4 separate regions of the Mus musculus genome follow, and regions 2, 3 and 4 are each linked to region 1. A link is a contact called in public HiChIP or PLAC-seq and promoter capture Hi-C data. All regions are on one chromosome and are shown on one strand. The core of a region is the stretch at or near the end of the contact, and the rest is flanking DNA. Distances in the headings are between cores, read along the strand shown.

Region 1 (3,083 bases), core at 178-2,677:
CACAGAGAACCAGGGATTCAGTCTTTATCATGCAGGCATGAGAGACCATTGAATACATTTATGCAATAAAGATGAACTGAGGAGTCTAGTAGTCTGCTGATGGTATCTTGTACACAGATACACACATACACACATAAGTAAAAATAAAAAATTTAAAGTGATGGAGTAGGGAAATAAAGATGAATTAGTTCCTATGTTCCTTTAGAGCCAGCCCCTTTCTTTTCACAAGAAAAACTGAATGTTAAGGGCTAATGATTACCCTCAGTGGGAAGTGATCATTCCAGAGAATAAGTAAGATGCAATATGATAAACTCAGTCTTCCCTAAATGAGCAGGGGTGTAAAATTTGTCATCCACCTGCATCGGCACTCCCCATCAGCTATTACAGGGGTGCACCTTACCGATTTTAAAACGTTTTAAGGAGAGACTAAAATGCATATGCATATATATGGAAAAAATGACAGTGTACTCAGTTAAATACTATGGCCAGGCATAGCGGCCCATACACACACAACTGTAATTCCAGCACTTACTTGGGAGGCTGGGGCTGGAGAGTTGGAAGTTCAAGACCGGCCTATGCTGCAAAGGGCTGAGCATGCCTATTTAAAAACGAGATCGTGGGGGAGGGGTCGCTTTAAATTGTATTGAATCATAACTTCGTGAAGTCAGATTAACAACAACCAATAATTCAAGAAATGTGGTGGAAGAAATTTTTTTTTTACAAAGAACATTTAAAAATACGCCCAAATGCTGTTCAAAATGACCACTACGACTCTGAGACCTTAGCCTGGGGATGCCAGGTGGCCAGTGCAGATAGATCTAGGCCCCAGAAGGCTCATTTGGCTGGCTGAGCCAGGATACCCATAAAAAACCACCTGAAAGCGTCTGTTCCGTTCCAGGCTCCTCCGGGACCTGGGTGTGGTGGGCGCTCACCGTTTGTCGATGGCGTCGATATTTGAATGGAGGAGCCAGAGCTCCTCCGTGTTGTCCTGCCGGGAAGACAGGATCAGGTGGTGGCCTGTCAGACACAGGGTCCCTTCCACGGCGGTGTAGAAAGGCCGGTGCAGCACCACATTGTCTACCCGTGGGGTTTTAATCAGCTCCGCAAACTCCATATTGGGCGCAGCCTAGGGGCGGGAGGCCCAGTCCCGCAGGTGCCCGGCGGTTAATCCGCAGACCCGGACGGAGCCCCGGCTGGGCGGGCCCGGGAGGTCGAGCCCCGCCCCGGCTGGGCGGGTGCGCCAGGGCCTGCGGGCACCGCCCTGGCCGCTTCTCCAAGTCTCTTCCGCACCACTGGCCGGGACTCGGTCGCAGAGAAGGCTTCCCGCCAGGCCCTGCACTCCCCGCTGCCACCGGCGTCTGACGGGCGGGCTGCGGAGGAGACGGACCCGGCGTCGGGGCAGCAGCATCCGAGCCCGAGCAGCCAGGGACTTCTGGCGGAAGTAGCTGCTGAGCGTTGCACCCGGCAGGAACTCCTGCACAATTAGAGGGACTCGAGACTCGGAAGACATAGAAACCGGACCGGAAGTTGGTACTTTGCTAGATCCGGTGGAACACAGCCAGAAACAATGACTTTATGGTCCTACAATGGAAAAACAAAACAAAACAAAACAAAACCAACCAAAACCTCTTTCACCTTCTACCGCCGCAATCCTTGCCCTTCAAATATTCCTTATCGGAAAAGGCGAGACGAGAAGACGTCGCTGACCTGCCAGCCTCCACATGAGTGCTGTCCCTCAAGGGCTCTTCGTTTGCGCTACCTGGTAGTTGTCTCATGAATTGGTCACGAAGAGATGTCAAATGTAGGATGGAAGCGGAGGTTGTGATCGAAAAGTAGCATCTTGGTGTCTGGAAGAGACATGGGACAATCTATGCTTTAGACTCTTTGAGAGCGCCATGACTTTAACCAAGAACAGCATATTCTAAAAGGATGGAAAGAGAAACTGACTAATCCTCGCCCTGCGAAAGGACTCTAGTGTCTTCAGAGATAGTTCAGTTAATCTGTAGCAAAGCCTGAAATCAAGACCTTGGTATATTGGTCACGACTTCATAGTATCCCGGCTAAGTACAGTCTAGCTGAACTGCTCACGGACACTGCAATGACAGAGTTTTGCTGTTGTAATTTCCCTCTTCTTTTTTTTTTTTTTTAATTTTTTATTAGGTATTTTCCTCATTTACATTTCCAATGCTATCCCAAAAGTCCCCCATACCCCCCCCCACTCCCCTACCCACCCACTCCCACTTTTTGGCCCTGGCATTCCCCTGTACTGGGGCATATAAAGTTTGCAAGTCCAATGGGCCTCTCTTTCCAGTGATGGCCGGCTAGGCCATCTTTTGATACATATGCAGCTAGAGTCAAGAGCTCCGGGGTACTGGTTAGTTCATAATGTTGTTCCACCTATAGAATTTCCCTCTTCTTGCTTTCTATCCCTCTACTTTATCCCAGAATAAGAATTATGTTTGAGTCCTGGCCTGCTTTTACTGTGTTAGCAGTGAAAATTCTCACCACCCAGTCAGTGTCTACGAACAGCAAGGTAGCTGACTTCAGAGTGTGCAAAGTGAAGTTGACCAGATTGCACAGTGTTTGTCCTTGATTTTGTTCTTGTCTTTTCTAAAAACCTTCCCTTCCTAAATCACTCACTCCTGCGATCCAGTTTATCTGCAAAAGGAAAACAACCAGCAATGGATGCTGATGGACTGAGGTGAAGTAATGTGGAGGTGTTTTCCACACCGGATTTGTTTACTTTCCTTCCTCACTTGACTCATTGTATTAACTACAAATTGTGGAATGGAAAACTTTTAATCTGAAAAATAATGAAAAGTTATACAGAGAAAAAAATGAAAGTAAAGCCTTGAAGGGTAAGGCTCCCCGAATGGAAGATATCCAAGGAAGAACTTAGTGTCCAATTTAGTATATGCTAGAAGATAGAAAGTCTCCATGGATTCTGTGGCCCTTCTGGTTTTCTTGAAAATAAATTATGAAAACGTTATTTCATTAAGTTAAAATGTTTCATGCTCTATAAAGTCATAAATTAGGATTTTTTCCTTTTATTTGTTTTTTGCCAAGAGAAAAAAATTAGGTAT
Region 2 (2,889 bases), core at 379-2,878, 290 kb after region 1:
CTCCCCTAACCAAAATGTGGGGCATTGCCACAGAGAGATCAGTAAGAGAATCAAACCATTTCTGGTGCTTTTCTTCATGCCTCGTCCCCAATCCTCTCTTTTAACTGCTACTGTAAGCAAAAATCTGAGATCTAACTTTGTGTAAGAAGTAGTGTGGGGATTCAGGCACGGTGTACTGGTGAATCCAAACTTTGCTGGAACAGGCAGCAATGGGTCTTTCAAAGGTTGGGGTTGGCTTGTGTGGTTTTGGTCTTTAGTGCTGGTGTGTGTGTGTGTGTGTGTGTGTGTGTGTGTACTGTATATGCGTTTCTGTGTATGATGTGTCTGATGGACAGAGAACAAAATACTGCAAACAGAAATGAACAGAAAATCAAATCAATCTATCAGATGCTATTTCTCAGATGATGTACTCGCTCGCCTTGGTGAGAAGCCACTGTCTCACAGCTATGCAATCTTCCAGTTTCCCTCCACCCCCTTCACCTCAGATTCCAAGCTGTTTTCCATATCCCTCACAGATTGGTTTTTTTTTTTTTTTCTCTTTATCCAAGAACCACAATGACCAATCTCTGGTTCAAGGTGAGCATGCTACAGTGATTCTTTGCCTGAATTTAAGAGCTAACAACCACAACAAAAAGTTTTCTTTGCTTTCATTTGAAATGATTCGATGTACTAATCCTGTTTGGTTCTGTACGCGATCTGATGTGCACTTTGTGTTTCTGTGTTTACAGTTTGTTTTCATCCTCTTTGGTTCGAAATGTTTAATTTCCTTTAGAGACTCTACTTTTCATGGTTTTGGGGATGTATTGACTTAATTCAAGAAAAAAAAATTTGGCTTAAGTGGAGCAATGAGCCTGTGATCTCTGTGGCTGAGGGCAGGGTGGCGGGTAGTGTGCACCAGGAGCTATTACTGTAGCCCTACCAACCTGATCCTGACACAGACCATAGCTTGGAGCTGGTGTGCTCTGGGGAGGATCTGACCTGTTGGATGTTTCCCTTTCTTTATTTGTGGCCATCTATATGGAGTAACCTGTCCCCAGAGGGCCAAGTCGAACCTTCCACCTCAGCTTTTGGCCAGTTTCATCTTTCCCAGATAGATGTCACTGCATACCCACTGACAAACCTCACTTTTCTGTCCCCATCCCCTGCCAACATGGACATCAACTTGCCTCTGTTTTCCCGTTGAAGCTAATATAAGTACAAGGGGACTCTTCAAGGGCCTGAAAGCATAAATGCTCAGGAAGTCAGCCTTTCAGTGTGTGCTGTGTGGTGGAGTGATATTCTAAGTATGCTAGCTTCCAGCTCATTGACAATGTCTGTGAGGCTAATTCAAGTGAACTAACACAGCTTCACAAGGTCTTGAGACGTAGTTATAAGGAAGAAGAGAATCCCCGGGTTCTATAAAGCACAACCTAGGCAGGGAAAGCCCTGCAGGCAGAAGGCAGCTCCTCCCTTATTTAGGCTGAGAATGCACAAGTCTGATTTTTGTTCGTGGTTTACAAATCTTGCACAAGGTGGCTGAGCCATCCAAGACAGTTTTTAACAGACAAATTCAGACACTGCCTAACTGCTGTAGCACAAGCTGCTCCCTCGCTCTAACTGATGGGAACATAGATGGAATTCCTTGAGATAAAGAAGGAGATCATTGCTTGCATGAGAGTAGCATAGTCTTTAGCATTCCTCCTGCCCCCTCCCCCCGCAATCTCCCTATTCTCTTAGTTATCAAGAGATGCTTGAGACATATCCCAGGAACTTCTTACTCTTTCTTTCTTCTTCAGTATCTCTTTGGACATTGTTTTCTGGAGACTTTGAGGCCGCCCACCTATATAAACACCCCTCCCAGAAATCCATGCCAGAATCTAATCCATCTGCAAGGTTTAGACCCCTTTCTCTCTGGACCTATGCTATCCATGTTCAGGCCCAGATATGGCCATTCAGATACAATGTTTCCAGGTCTTCCAAGAAATGCAGGTTTGGGGCAAAATGAAGAGAAGCCAGAGGGAAAAGTATGATGGCTGAGTCAACTCCTAACTCTGGGAAGGGACACATATTCCTGCCTTTGAGGTCTGTGATGGCAGTGATTCTCAGGGACTGTGTCTGTGGGTATCAACTGTTCATGACTATACCCTGGCTGAGGAAGCGCCTGTCAGAATGGGCATGCCTTTCTGTAGTTTGTGGGCTGCCCTATGGTAGAAGTGCCTACCACTAGGTGCCACTTGAGACAGTGCACTCGTGTACATGCCAAGAATGTCGAGGCTGGGGAAGCGTGTGAAGCCCAGAGTGTTCCCAGGATGACTTATCAAGGGAAGGAAGACAATCAGGGGACAGCCAAGCTCTCAAGTTCCCCGTAGCACCAGGAATCATGCTGTCAGAGTAATCCCCATCAGGACCATGGGGCAGTGTTAGCCAATCGTAGCAGGATACTTTTACAAGGTCAGGGATGCTGACTTGACTAAGAGCAAGCAAAGCAAGAGACTGATGCTGCTCCCTCACCTAGCTTGGTCCACCAAAATCTTACAAGGCTAGAAATCTCACTCCATGTTACAGGCCATGAAACAGAGACCCATAATGCCTTGAACAGGGTTCTATGGTCAGTCAGAGGTACAGCTGAGGGACTACACAGTAGATTCTGGTCTGCCTCAAGTGTTCACTCATTTTCAGGCTCTTCCCGTATCATTTTTTTTCTTGTCAAAGCTCACAATGATTAAGTGGCTCACATAGCCTGGTAGAGAGTGAGATGGATACCAAGAAATCTGCCATTTTGTTTCCATCCAACAAACACAGCAGGAGGGCCCCAGGCAGGAATCTGAGAAGGTGTCAACCTGAGGTGGGGATGAGCATAGGGCTGGAGCCATGTCTTCTCCTGTCCTGACATTTCTAGGCAGGTTACTT
Region 3 (2,829 bases), core at 31-2,530, 450 kb before region 1:
TCTTTCCACCCTCTGCGTGTCTTCTGCAAACGCATCTGCGGCTATAAATCCCATCCTTGTCATCCATCTGGACGTGACCTGATCCTTTGGTGCTGACTTGGAAGGAGCAGAGTTTGGTTGCTGGGACAGATAAGGGACAAGATTACAATTACCTCAAATAAACGAGCAGGTCTTAAAACGAGACACGGGGACAGTAGGGGTGGGAAGATTTGGGTTTGCAGATAAGCACAGAGTATAGCGTATACACTGACAAAAGCGGGTTTTGCAGATGTAAAAGGGACGTGGAAGGGTGTGGCCGCCGAGACGGCTGTGGCGACTGTCTAGCTGAGTGGGAGGGTTCTACTTGTGGTGTTTATAGCTTGTCAATAAAGCTTGTAACTCGGAAAAAAAAAGTTGAAACAAAAATGGCTGGGAAATACTAAAGAAATGTTCAGTATCTTTAGTCGTCTGGGACACTGGGAGGAGCACCTAAAACTAAGGGCCATTTGTGGGCTTTTATGGAAAACTGATATAGTAGAAGCTTCTAAAATACATACATATGAAAGAAATATTAATGCAATTATTAAATAGTGGGGAGAGGGACAGAGCCACATCTAGACATCTGTGATGGGTTTTATAGGCTTGGTCCAGGGAGTAGCAATATTAGAAGGTATGGCCCTGTTAGAGTAAGTGTGTCACTGTGGGCGTGGACTTTAATAGACTCATCCTAGCTGCCTGGAAGGCAGTGTTCTGCTAGCAGCCTTCGGATGAAGACATAGAACTCTCAGCTCCTCCTGCGCCATGCCTGCCTGGATGCTGCCATATCCCCCCCTCGATGGTAATGGACTGAACCTCTGAACCTGTAAGCTAGCCCCAATTAAATGTTGTCAAAAAAAAAAAAAAAAAAAAAAAAAAAAGACGGGTCTGCAGGCAAACCTGTAGAACATTTGCCCATTGTGGGCAGTATGGTCCTGGCGTCTATAAGAAATGTCCCAGCAGATAAAGGAGTTTGCCATGCAAATCTGGCAACTTGAGTTCAATCCCTAAATGCCAGTAAAGTCAAGAGTAAAGAGAATCAAGTCCACAAGGTTGTCCTCTGATCTTCACATGTATGTAGTACCATGTAAGTGCATATCCTGTTCTACAGGAGACCTGTCTCCTAAAGCAGACACTGGGGGTGTTGGTAGCAGGCTTACCTAGTCTGCATGAGACCCTGGATTCGATCCCTTGCACTGCATAACCAGGTGTGGCTTCACATGTCTGTAATGGCAGCACTTGGAAGGTAGAGCCACCAGGATCAAAGTTCAAGGTCCTCCTCTGCTCTAAATCAAGACCAGCCGGAGCTAGAGGAGACACTGTCAAAGGAGAAGGAAAGAAGAACAGAAAGACAAAAGGAAGGGACACAAAAGGAAGAAAGTGGCACCTTGAGCTAAATAAGCCAGAAAGCGTCTACAGTTTGGGGCTTATCTTCTGTACTAACAACCTAAACAGAGTCATCCATGATGAAGTTCCACAACTCCAAACTAAGAAACAACACCAGCTCCAAACTAGGAGAAAAACGAAGGGCGGTTCTCTCTACCAGTTCAGTGTAGTCACTTCCCACTGCCTTAATCATTAAACCAGGAAGGTAGTCACCTGGAGTCACGCTTGCCAACCAAACAGCTCACGCATTGTTCAATCTCTGGACCCAGTTGTGCGAGGAAAGCCACATTGTGTTTTGTCCCTGGCTTCTTCAAGTCCTTTTTTTTTGAAACTGACCTCCTCTGCCTGGCTTCCTGTAACAAACAGTCAGTGACATGTTGCTCAGTGCTAGGATGAAATGATAAAGCTAACTGAGATCTTTATTGTATATGTGTATGTATGTATTATTAGGCAGGGGTGGCTGGGTGCCAGGGGAATCAAAACTCAGGTTATCAAGCTTGATGGCAAATACGTCTACCTACTGAGCCATCCTGCCAGCTCCCATTTAAAGCCTTTAAAGATTTTTTTTTTTTAAATTCCCGTAAAGTGACTGTCTAAATGAAAATACCCTGGGACCCAGACAATCCTGAATCAACCATTGGGGGATGTCCCCAGGGAAGGTATTTTCTTGCTAAGGCCAAAGAGGTCCAGATGTACTCAAGTCATGAATAGCCTCATCTTCCCATGCCTTTAACCCCAGCACCAGGGAGGTTTATACAGTGAGTTTCAGGAGAGCTAGGACGACATAGAAAGACCCTGTCTCAAACAAAACAAAACAAAACAAAACAAAACAAAACAAACAACAACAAAAGCACCCATCCAGGCCAAAGACCAAAGATGTACAGCTAAGGTGTTCTAGCTGTGCTATCCCAGGAACACCCAGACCTCAGCTCTTTCTCAGCCTCACTTGTGGTCCATGGCCTGGCTGGATGCTGTTTCATTGCTTTCCAAGGGCTTTCTGAGACCCTTCCAATAGCTGGCTCACAACAGCACTAAGCAGCTATTGGCTAAGTGACTGCGAGAAAGGCAAATGAGTGAATTATGGCGTTCAAACCCACTTCTCATGTGGAGACTTGGTGCACCCACTCTAGATAGTTTTCAAAAATCCAAAAACTGGGTCCCAATAACATGAGTGCTATAACATTCTCCAGAATCAATCAGACTCAACCCACATGGGAGAGTTCAGAAGGATTAGGTTTAAAATTTTACGTAGAGGCTAGAGAGATAGTTCAGTGGGTAAAGGCACTTGCTGCCAAGCCTAAAGAAGGGTCTGAGCTTAATTCCTGGGACCCACATAGTGGAAGGAGAAAACCAATTTCCAAAAATTGTTCTCTAAGCTACACATGTGTAACATGGCATGTGCATACACACTCACACATACATACTACA
Region 4 (2,700 bases), core at 52-2,551, 280 kb before region 1:
AGTCTGACCATACATATTGAGTTAGGAGCCTATACAGCCTTTACCTTGAAAACAGCCATAAAGATCTTGGGGAGGCAGACCCACTCAAGATCTGATCAGCCCTCCCCATTTCTTTCAAAAAATTGTTTGCTTGTTTGTTTTTAATTTGAAAGAAACACATTCACTTTATAGCTCATTTGAAAAGACAGAATGGATAACAACAAAAAAACCCGGACGCTTAACTACACCTATGAAAAGAACCATGAAGAACATAACCGCTTTATTTTGTCTTCTCAGGGGAGTTTTATTTCCTAAAGAGTGGCTCTCAATCCTTGTTAATTTAAAAGTTGGACTCAGTGCTAAGCACATTGTTAGCACAAAGGAGGCTCGGAATATCACGGCTAGCAAACAATCAGAAAAACCTTAAAAACATAAAAAATAAAAGGCTACTTTGAGACTTTGCTATCTCATTAAATATGTCAAGAAAGCATAACAATAGTAAATCCTAGCTGTTTACTAGGTTGCTACCAATTTTTGTTACACTAACCACACTTCTGAAGTGTAATTGTCAAGTCCTCAGATTTGGTTATAGATGCATTTTCTTATAGGAGCCTCAGCAATTCCTTTGGGTACATTTCTTTCTGTGGAAACAGCGAAGCAAAGAGTCACAGGGATTTGCATGGAGACTGACCCAAAAGACCACAGCCACAGCTCCTGGTCTGCCTCTGACAGGGCTCAATTCCCAATTTTGGATAAGACAGTTAAAGATAATGCTCGTGGACTTAGGATATTGTCTGCTTCTTATTGAACATATTTGATATCTGAAGAATTTGTAAGTCATAAGTTTAGAGAGGAAAAAAACAGAGAGAAAGAAAAAAATCAACGAGGCTATTAATGTCTAGCTGAAGGCTTTTTACCATGTCACCGTGTTAACTATTGACTATTTTGGGGACCCAGAGGCTTGTCTGCAGACCGGTTTAGGAGGACTTTAAAACACAGGAAACTGAAACACAGTCTTTTTTTTTTTTTTAAAGGTAATTTGCCTAAGATAACCAGTCAGTAAAGTGGTAGAAAAGCTTCCAGAATGTTCTTTGTTGTCTATACATTGGGTTTTTTTTTTTTTTTTTTTGTAATCTCAGACTACTTCTAGAGATCAATTTTATCTTTGCAAAAGGTGGCAAGCTCAGCTACTGAGCACATGCATGCATCTTATTTCTAGAATATGCTACAAAAATAACCTCTCTGAGGTCACCTAGCCTGTCACTGAGCTATATTGGATCTAGAATCCAGCCTCTGGACATTGTTTGGCTACTGCCTGGGGCTTTCTCTGACCAGGCAACATGCATCCCCTGTGGGCAACTAAGGAAAAGCAGCTTGGCCAAGGCCCTTCCCACTTTCAGGTTTCAAGGGGGGGAAGTGCCATCAATTCTGGAATCCCCACTTCCAGGACTGGAGAGGAGAAGCAAGGATGCTTACGTGGGAGAATTAGTAACCTCTGGCTCTTGGAGGAGCCAGGCACACAGAACCACAGCAGTAGACGAGGGTTGGCTCTCTGAACTTAGGCAAGAGCAAGCCTAGATTATGGCGCAGCTGAGGACCTTGGACTGCTACACCACTTTCTGGAAGGGGAACCCCAGGAAGCTGCTCTCGTAGCTGGTGGAGGGCAGAGTCAGCGGCCTGCTCACTAGCATTCTGGGGAGGGGATTCTTGAATTGAATGGAAGGCTGGACCTGATAACCTCTGGAGCCCTTCCCACTCCCCGTGGCTCCGATTTGTGTGCCTTGGGGGAAGAGAAGCGGTCAGTCATAGGACTACAATAGTTGATTTAGGGTCCCGCCCCAGTTGTCAGCATAACCCTCATCTTGGGCAAATAATTTAACCTGTCAGTACAAGGCACAAGGCTTGGCGTGGAGTGAAGCTTTGCAAATGTTTGCTGAATGAATGAATGAACGAAAGAATGAATGACTGGACGGATTCCCATCTCTGCCGCCCTAAGGGACATTGGGTGAAAAATGGAATCTTTCACACCTAAAGTAAGAGCATATACACCTCTTTAAAAGAAAAACCACCCCTCCAACTCAAAGGGGTATAGCAACGGGTGAAAATATAATTTATCAGCCCGAGGGGACACAGATTTCCTGGTGAGTTTTTGAGTTTCATTCGTTCCTCTCTCCTCAGAGGCACAACTCAGGCTGCAGTAGGATGAGGCAGCATAATCTTTTCCTCCTCCCCCACCCCGGATAAATGCTAAATACTGAGGGCTAATGGATTGTTCTTGGTGCGGACCAGATTAGATAGCAGCCCTTCCTTTATCAACAGTAGAGGTAAACCCCCTGCAGTAGTGGTGACGGGAGTGGTGGTGGTCGAACACAAGGGAACCAGGAAGGCACAAAAAAAAAAAAAAAAACCAAAAAAAAAAAAACAAAAACAAACAAACAAACAAACAAACAAAAAAACCCAAAGAGATTGCTAAGAGAGTGCAGAACACCAAGGCCCATTCACTTGGGCTCCCAGAACAGCCCCTAAACCCCAAGTCTCTCCCACTCCCCACCCGGCCCCCAGTAGTTCCTGGTCTGGTGGGTTGGTGCTGTCTGTGGGACTTCAGGAGTAAGTCTAAATACAAGAACTCTTCAATTCTGCTTGTCAATGTTAAGGGTCTAGAAACACTTTGAGACATCGCCCCCTCCAATAACCCTTCATGTTTTGCCTGAACAGTGTTTA

The links. Promoter capture Hi-C pulls out the DNA fragments that hold promoters and counts their contacts. HiChIP or PLAC-seq counts read pairs in DNA pulled down with a chosen protein or histone mark.
Region 2: a contact with region 1 is called in an H3K27ac HiChIP or PLAC-seq map of extraembryonic endoderm stem cells. The contact joins the enhancer-like site here to the promoter of Mtmr9 in region 1. A contact is called at or near these places in 10 of 39 promoter capture datasets (the 3T3-L1 cell line, 3T3-L1-derived adipocytes, the C10 cell line and 4 more), 10 of 115 datasets of contacts at active chromatin or transcription factors (acute myeloid leukemia, bone marrow-derived macrophages, embryonic basal ganglia and 7 more) and 1 of 9 other capture datasets (pancreatic islet).
Region 3: a promoter capture Hi-C map of liver shows a contact between it and region 1, with 2.2 times the contacts expected there. The contact joins the enhancer-like site here to the promoter of Mtmr9 in region 1. A contact is called at or near these places in 6 of 39 promoter capture datasets (cranial neural crest, embryonic stem cells, hippocampal neurons and 3 more), 1 of 484 Hi-C or Micro-C datasets (embryonic fibroblasts) and 2 of 115 datasets of contacts at active chromatin or transcription factors (large pre-B cells and stem cell-derived neural progenitor cells).
Region 4: an H3K27ac HiChIP or PLAC-seq map of extraembryonic endoderm stem cells shows a contact between it and region 1. The contact joins the enhancer-like site here to the promoter of Mtmr9 in region 1. A contact is called at or near these places in 11 of 39 promoter capture datasets (the 3T3-L1 cell line, 3T3-L1-derived adipocytes, embryonic stem cells and 4 more), 3 of 115 datasets of contacts at active chromatin or transcription factors (extraembryonic endoderm stem cells, large pre-B cells and pro-B cells) and 2 of 9 other capture datasets (adipose tissue and pancreatic islet).

Annotation. Positions count from the first base shown.
Region 1 is chr14:63,542,526-63,545,608 of GRCm38.p6, forward strand. It overlaps Mtmr9 (myotubularin related protein 9), which reads right to left and starts at 1,428. Exons shown (of 10, transcript NM_177594.1): 1 at 933-1,428. The coding sequence starts at 1,114.
Region 2 is chr14:63,834,558-63,837,446 of GRCm38.p6, forward strand. It overlaps a transcript of Xkr6 not described here. Among named protein-coding and RNA genes, the nearest start is that of Gm41175, 10 kb to the left of the region's middle. Within about 2 kb of position 1,629, at least 1 of the 459 cell types and tissues checked has an H3K27ac peak or open chromatin away from gene starts, as enhancers often do. A contact at or near this core is called in extraembryonic endoderm stem cells, where this site is marked.
Region 3 is chr14:63,092,206-63,095,034 of GRCm38.p6, forward strand. It overlaps Gm36025 (a long non-coding RNA gene), which reads right to left. Exons shown (of 3, transcript XR_874691.2): 2 at 1,176-1,754; 3 at 1-120. Among named protein-coding and RNA genes, the nearest start is that of Gm23629, 5.9 kb to the right of the region's middle. Within about 2 kb of position 1,281, at least 19 of the 459 cell types and tissues checked have an H3K27ac peak or open chromatin away from gene starts, as enhancers often do. A contact at or near this core is called in liver, where this site is marked.
Region 4 is chr14:63,263,165-63,265,864 of GRCm38.p6, forward strand. It overlaps a transcript of Gata4 not described here. Among named protein-coding and RNA genes, the nearest start is that of Gata4, 19 kb to the left of the region's middle. Within about 2 kb of position 1,302, at least 18 of the 459 cell types and tissues checked have an H3K27ac peak or open chromatin away from gene starts, as enhancers often do. A contact at or near this core is called in extraembryonic endoderm stem cells, where this site is marked.